Linked DNA regions of Bicyclus anynana: region 2 is linked to region 1. A link is a contact called in public Hi-C data. All regions are on one chromosome and are shown on one strand. Each heading gives the region's core, a stretch centred on a gene start, on an enhancer-like site or on the middle of the called end of the contact. The rest is flanking DNA. Distances are from core to core; before and after follow the strand shown.

What was found. A called contact is a pair of places that touch in the nucleus more often than the background predicts.
Region 2: a Hi-C map of whole larva shows a contact between it and region 1, with 7 times the contacts expected there. The contact joins the enhancer-like site here to the promoter of LOC112046535 in region 1. A contact is called at or near these places in 2 of 2 Hi-C or Micro-C datasets (whole body and whole larva).

What each region holds. Positions count from the first base shown.
Region 1 is chr19:10,437,210-10,441,102 of ilBicAnyn1.1, reverse strand. It overlaps LOC112046535 (cGMP-dependent protein kinase, isozyme 2 forms cD4/T1/T3A/T3B), which reads right to left and starts at 1,459. Exons shown (of 12, transcript XM_024083203.2): 1 at 1,135-1,459.
Region 2 is chr19:10,475,404-10,479,453 of ilBicAnyn1.1, reverse strand. The region is part of intron 1 of LOC112046535 (cGMP-dependent protein kinase, isozyme 2 forms cD4/T1/T3A/T3B); the gene reads right to left. Among protein-coding and RNA genes, the nearest start is that of LOC112046535, 38 kb to the right of the region's middle. Within about 2 kb of position 2,648, at least 8 of the 8 cell types and tissues checked have open chromatin away from gene starts, as enhancers often do.

The sequences.
Region 1 (3,893 bases), core at 210-2,709:
CTATCCAATATTTAAAAGAAGGTGATGAAACCCTTGAAATCTTAATGTTTAGCCTAAAACAAATTGGAGATGCATAGTAGATTTAACCTCTTAATAAGTGGGACTTTAAAATAAGCGAATGATGACTAAGAACAACATAATGATTTTAAAATAATATTGGCTACATCTTCATGACAATCACGCTTGATGGAAAACTGTGACAAGGTCTAAGTTAGGAAGCGCTTGCCAAGAAATACTTATTCGCTTTATCCTTGAAGATCCTTAGGTCATGGGAAGACCTCTTAGGCGCAGTAGAGACCTTATTTATGTCCAAGAGGACCTGGACTTTGCTCCCAGGTATTTATAATTTTTTATTGATTGTAGGTTTCGTCCGAGGCTAGTTATATCCCTGCTGTCACAGACGTCACGCCAAACGGTTCCGGTACGGAGTATAAAGCCTTAGAGATAGCCTGTTATAAAACTACAATCTCTTTACATCAGTAAAACTTGCAGTAGGTATAATGCTAGCAAACGAGAAAACAATATTAATAGTTAACAAGAAAAAGAATTAAAAATGTTGAAAAACCCTCGACAGTTATTCCTAACACCCTTCTTATTTACACCGGGCTGTAAAAAGGATAATTTTTGAAGGAACCCAACAAATTACTAACCCATCCAGAACTCTTACTCATGAACCTGTTTGCAGCAGTTTGAAGTTGAATTTTACTACCAGTAAGATTTGAGCGTAACATTTAGGTACGTAGACGCAGATAGGTACATATTACTTAACGCAAGATTATGTATTACGGAACCTATTAACTTAGATAATAACTAGGCAGTCTTTCATTTATAAAGCATTGAATTAGCAAGTAAATAAAACAATCTCCAACCGTAAGTACTAAGTAGATATTAACAAGGATTTAACTTAGCAAACTACTGATTAACCTAACAGCCATTACAGTCGGAGTTATTTTTAGATTCCGCACAGAGATGACTTAGGTCTGTCGTAATGTAAATGAAATGAATGCAGTGTGTTTGTGAGTGGACGACTTCGCCGGCGGGAAACAATGCACGTATGTATTATCTAAATGACATAACCTATAACTGAATACCAAACACAATAAATATTTAAAGGAAATATAAAACATATCTTACCGAGCACACGGCGAAACTTCCACGTTACCCAAATCATTGTAAAAACCACTGATTATGATTTCGAATTGAGGTTATGTTGCGCGGTTGTCAATTGTCATTGTCACATCATTTTGACAGGTGTAGTGAATACCACCTGTGGCAGAGTTTACGGCACATTGAATCCCTGTTTTGAATGTTCTGTCGGGTTATTGTCATAGTTTAGGGAGTGGAAAAGAGCACTTTGCGTCTTGGCATCCCGGCCAATGGACGTTGTACGCGTCAAGGTCACTGGAGGCGGCGCCGGGTATAGAACGGTGGATACGCGCGGCTCCCTCGCCGCCCGTATAGCAACTAAACTAAACAGAAACAGAGACTGTAAGCGGGCTTGATGCGCCGATAAGCGGTATATGGTATAAATAAAAACGCCGCGTTGTGAATATGAATGAATGCGCAGCACGCCCCATAGTTTTAGATGTGGGTGAAAACGATTTTGAATCATGTCTGTAAGATAAGTAAAATATATACGTAGGTAGGTTATCGCTTGCCAGAGCATGCGGGTTACGTGATTTTTGTGTAATCCTCATATACCTACCTACCTACCTACGTTTGCATCACCACTGGTGATGAACAACACCAGGGTTCCCAACTTAGGGGTTTTCCCCCAGATTTAGGGGACAAATAAGTGAAATGGGATTTTTTTAGGGGTCTGAAATTTTTAGGGGTATTTTCAGGGATTTATTGACTCTTTAATATTTTTAAATTGATGATAATTATAATATTTCTTTCTTGACCTAGCGATTTATAATGACATATAATACGTTATTCTACAACCACTCTGAGGCCACTGGCGGCAATTTTCATCGAATAAAAAAGTTGTTAAATTTATTCAGTGTATGATTTCAAAAAATCTGAATCTTCAGATAAAGACGTAATATTTTGTCTGTATTAAATATAGACTTTTGAAAGATATTACTGCATATTAATTGATTATGAAACACGGCTAAAACTCACGTGATATTACGTCGGAGTATGCCCGACTAGTTTCATAATCAATTAATATGAATAACACTCACGATAGTTTAAATTCTAAAATATTACTGCATATTATTTCTAAATTTATTTTTATTTTCAAATTATTATGAATTTATATTTTCTAGGGGGACAACTCAATAATTAAGGCGATTTTAGGGGTTTTTGACACAAACTTTAGGGATAAATATTTTGGAGAGTTGGTAACACTGAACAACACATACACCACGAAGACCACAGAAATTTTAAACTATAGATAGGTTACGTGTCTACAAAATCACAGCGCACACGTGCACAATTTTGTGCTTACTTACGTTATATATTTATGTAAGTAGGTATATTTAGTTTTTATTTCCTGAACACACAACTCCACATAATACACAATATTTAGGTATTATTTGTTTAAATAACGTTCGTAGTAGTAATTAATATAAGTAAAAATAATAAATTAATTTAGTCGCAAAGTAAACTACTATGCGACTAAATTAAATTAATACTATTGTGCATATTTGTCCTCCTCAGTTTTAATGCGCTTGTGCCTTAGCTCTAGCACAGTAGATATAACAAGGTTCTAGTGTAAAATAACGTTGAGGCAGACACTCAGGGATTCTTAAGTCATATTGAACAGCCCACTCACTAGGTACATTGCCTTGCCATTCTTCAAAGGGAATTGGATTTTAATTCCGTCACGATGCGCTGGTCCAATGCTTACAATATTTTTGTAAGCATTCAAGCATCAATGATTTAATATTTTCTTCATTGGGCCAATTTGTGGGATTTAACATTTTCAACATTGGACCAATTTGTGGGATTTAATATTTTCAACATTGGACCAATTTGTGGGATTTAATATTTTCAACATTGGACCAATTTGTGGGATTTAATATTTTCAACATTGGACCAATTTGTGGGATTTAACATTTTCAACATTGGACCAATTTGTGGGATTTAATATTTTCTACATCGGACCAATTTGTGAGATTTAATATTAAAAAAAATTAAATATCACATGTCTCAAACGGTGATGGAAAAATATCGTGAGGAAACCGGCACACCTGCTGAGAAATTTCTTAATCCTCTACGTGTGTGAAGTCTACCAATCCGCACTGGGCCAGCGCGGTGGACTATTGGCTTAACCCCTCTCAATCTGAGAGGAGACTCGAGATCAGCAGTGAGCCGAATATGGGTTGTTAATGATGGTGATGATGACATTGGGTCAGATCTGGTGATAAACTTAGACTGTGGTATTACCACCCTACCGACAAAGACGTATCGCCTAGTGATTAAGCGTTCCCGGCATTGTTTCCCCGTAGACACTATCAGAGATATAGGTAGAATAAACTTGGAACTATTCCAAAGTAGTCTGCTAGCGTGTCTGCTATATAGTCAAAGTCAAGTTTAGGGACTAAATCCATTGGGACATAGAACATATCATGGTCTTAGGGTGTTAATTAACAATCAACAAAAGATGTTACAAAAAATTCTTAGAAGAAACAACTGCTCAGTATTTCACAACTTGACGGAAGAGTTGAAAATTCTTACTGAAAATTTCTTAGAATAAAGAAAAACTCAATATCTTATATAGGCCGAACCAGAATTCTAAATCTGGACCTGGTGAACACCACATAGGCCAACCATGGGACCAACGAGGAAATCTATTAATTATTTCAGGAGTAAGCCAAAATTGGTAATTAGATGGAAAATTGGACCACGATAAGGCGAATGCTCTGAAAACGAGATTTAAATATGAA
Region 2 (4,050 bases), core at 1,399-3,898, 37 kb before region 1:
GAAAATTTCACGAAGGTCATGAAATTATTAATTACACTCTCGATCAAGTCATAAATATTCTCGATCAAGTCATCAATATTCTCTTTCAGTGCGCTTTCATTTGAGACCCCACTCGAGTATTTCCGACATTAAGTTATTCTTCCCCACTTTAACCCGCAGAACTTTTAAACGGCTCAACCGATTTTCATCAAACATATCTAAGACCACTCGAACATAAATCATCTTTGATAGAAAACAAACTAAATTGAAATCATTTCGTTCGAGAGCTATGGTGCTACAGACAGACTGACCCCCCTTTTTGCTTCGGGGGTAAAAATGAAGACCTTACCGCCGTATGTTCAATGTTGTAGACTATTGGATTTTAATGTAGTTTCCAGCAATAGATAGGAGTGTTTCAAGAGGAAGGTTTATAGGTGAATACATATTTTATTGAAGAACAGATAATAAATATAAATTAGAGATTTTATATTTGCGGGTCATACGTTTCATCCCGTTTGGCAGAGGTTGTCAACGCAGGTGTGCCTTAAAGACACCCTGGTACTGGAAGTATAGACTAATCGATGTAATGTCTGGCTGGTAGCAGGCTTCGGCCGTGACTAGTTACCACCCTACCGGCAAAGACGTACCGCCAAGCGATTTAGCGTTCCGGTATGATGCCGTGTAGAAACCGAAAGGAATATGTATTTTCATCCTCCTCCTAACAAGTTAACCCGCTTCCATCATAGATTGCATCATCACTTACCATCAGGTGAGATTGTAGTCAAGGGCTAACTTGTAAAGATTAAAAAAAACATAATATTAGTGGCTAGAATAACTATAACTATAGGACGTTATGCAGTTTCGATCAAATAGTGCAGATAGGTGTAAAGTAAGCATATTTTACTTCATTATCAACTCAAATTCGGTTCACTGCTGAGCTCGCGTCTCCTCTCTAACGAGAGGGGTTAGGCCAATAGTCCACCACGCTGGCCCAACGCGCATTGGCAGACTTCACACACGCAAAGAATTAAGATAATTCTCTGATATGCAGGTTTCCTCACGATGTTTTTTGTTCACGGTTTGAGACACGTGATATTTAATGTCTTAAAAATATTTGACTTAATTTAATTTAATTTGTTCCCAGTCTTGCACTTAGCACGGTCTCCATATTATTTTCATAGCTGGTTGAATAAATTTGAAAGTTGCTAATTACCGAGGCATAAGGAAGGCCGGTAGGTATAATGTTCATATCGAGACACGAGCCATCGCGCATCGCGTATGGAGTGGTGTTAGGCTACGAACACACTGATGCGTCCAATTTTGCGTTTTAGACCTTTTATTCTAAGTGCTGTAACTTCTAAAAAATATATCGGTCGTTTTCGTTAGATTCTCAAAAAGCAAACTGTGTGGCAATCCCATATTTATCGATTTTCTTAATTATTCTTTTGTGACTAGGTATCTTTTTTATTCAACTTGCTTTTTCTTTTTTCTAAAATTACACTTATTAACTGTATTTTATTAGTGATAAAATTATTTACTAATATAGTTTTTACTGTCCTTCCCTCATAAGGGTCTGACAGAATACCAGATTTGTGGGCACTGATGTACTCACAATAATATAAGCTGAGTCAGGTCCATTTTATTGGCACAACACATTTACTAGTATTGTCATTAAATAGTTTTCTTCTCTAACATTAGTAATGCGTAGATAATGCATTTTTGCATCTATAAATACTGATACTAAGAAGTTAGTCAATACTGATACTATACGTCGAGCGTTCGTGATGAGTAATGTTTACTATCAAAGAAATTAGAAATGAAGGTAGAAAACGCATGTCATTTCATAACTTACTTATTTTAAAATATGCATGTTTTGTTTATAAAATGTTATATATAAAATATATTAACCATATCTAATTGTTCTAAACTTATTAATTAATTTATTTTTCATTCATTTAAGAACAAGTTAATTATATTAGGTGTGAAATGACTAGAAATTTTTAATTTGTTAATGGGGATGATGAGTAGGTTTAAATATATTGATTTTTATGATATATTCGGGTAAATAAGGTCATTGTTAACTAATTTATACATAAAAAGCAAAGATTGTCTGGATATTTGCAAAATAAATAAGATTATAAAATTTCAAATTCTATTAAAAATCTTTTATCGTGATTAGATGAAAATTCATATTAGCTTCCTTACATTAAATGTGACATTTTTCAATAAATGAACTATAAACATGAACGCACAAATAACAAAGATATTGGCAATTTTGTTCGAACGCCCATACAAATCTAACGATCATTATGCATCTACAACGTCATTAGTTCGTACCATTTTGTATGGGGCGTTTTTCTGGGATCCGCGGCAGCGCAAATCTGACCCTTTAAATCCCTGTAGCTCCGAAAGTAATGATCGCAGATACCCTGTTACTTTTACAAAATTGCTTTACTATTAGCATACTCCTAATTTATATACAATTTAAAAAACAGTCATCATCCCTATTGGTAAACAGTGCTCATCAAGAAAGGCTTTAGTATAGTGTTAACGTCAACAGGTAGAAAACAAAATGAAAGTTAAAACGCAATATTGAACGCGTCAGTGTGGCCGTGCCTTTACCTCGCACCTTATCAGTGTAGGAGCAACGTCTCCTGTGTAACCGGTTCGGCCGAATCTTGTTCCGAAACACTCGAGCGTTCGACTTTTCAACGCCCCTTTTGAACTTAATGTACAAACTTCGTACCTATCGCATTTTGTACAAAATCGGAATGGATACCAATTTATGAATTTACCTGTGTGGGAACTGGTTCACTCTTAATATAAGTATAGTAGTATGGTAACCGACGCCCCGCGGTTTTACCCGCATAGTTTCCGTTTCCGTAGGAATACTGGGATAAAATATAGCCTATAACATTCACAAATAATGTGGCTTTCTACTGGTAAAATAATTTTTAAAATCATTTTAGTAGATCCATTGATTACCCCGATTATTGTAGGGACAATACCACAAATTTTATCTCTTTGTTTCATTAACATACTACAAATAGGTATATATTTTTTATTCTCTATAAGTTAGGCATTGACTACAATCTCATCTGATGGTAAGTGATGATGCAATCTAAGATGGAAGCGGGCTAACTTGTTAGAAGTAGAATGGACCTTACTTGTTAGGAGTAGGACGGAAATCCACACCCATTTCAGTTGCTACGAGATATCGTATCGGAACGCTGAATTGCTTGGTGTACGTCTTTGCCGGTAGGGTGTAATTAGCCACGATCGAAGCCTCCAGCTAGATCTGGACCAACCAAGAAAACCTCAACGGGGATCGAACCCAGGACCTCCACCATTGCGCTACGGAGGGCGTAATTTCATTTAGCCGATTTACCTGAATAGTAAATATTATAAAGCTGAAGAGTTTGTTTGAACGCGCTAATCTCAGGAACTACTGGTCTGATTTGAAAAAATCTTTCAGTTTTAGATAGCCATTTATCTAGGAAGGCTATAGGCTATATTTTATCCCGGTATTCCTACGGAAACGGGAACCACGCAGGTGAAACCGGGCGTCTACTAGTAAATAGTATAAATTATTGTTGATCATTAGTATAGATTAATCGGTGCAGAATAGCCGATTAATTACGTGTTACAAATTCGGAAACTGGTACATTAAAAGTCAACATAACTCTAAGCATAAACGTTCCATATCTTTAATCAGATAAGATTGTAATCAAACTAGTAGCGTAAGCGCGGTTTTGCCGTAAAAATGGCTTGTGACTAAAACGAGATCATATCTAATTTATCTAGCAACACTTTATATTTAAACGAATTTTATGATAGTATTATGCAAAACGTTTCACATCATCATATCAACCGATGGACGTCCACTGCAGGACATAGGCCTTTTGTAGGGACTTCCAAACATCACGATACTGAGCCACCCGCATCCAGCGAATCCCTACGACTCGCTTGATGTCGTCAGTCCACCTGGTGGGGGGTCGACCAACACTGCGCTTTCTAGTGCGGGGTCGCCATTCCAGCACTTTGGGACCCCCAACGTCCAACGCCTCTTCA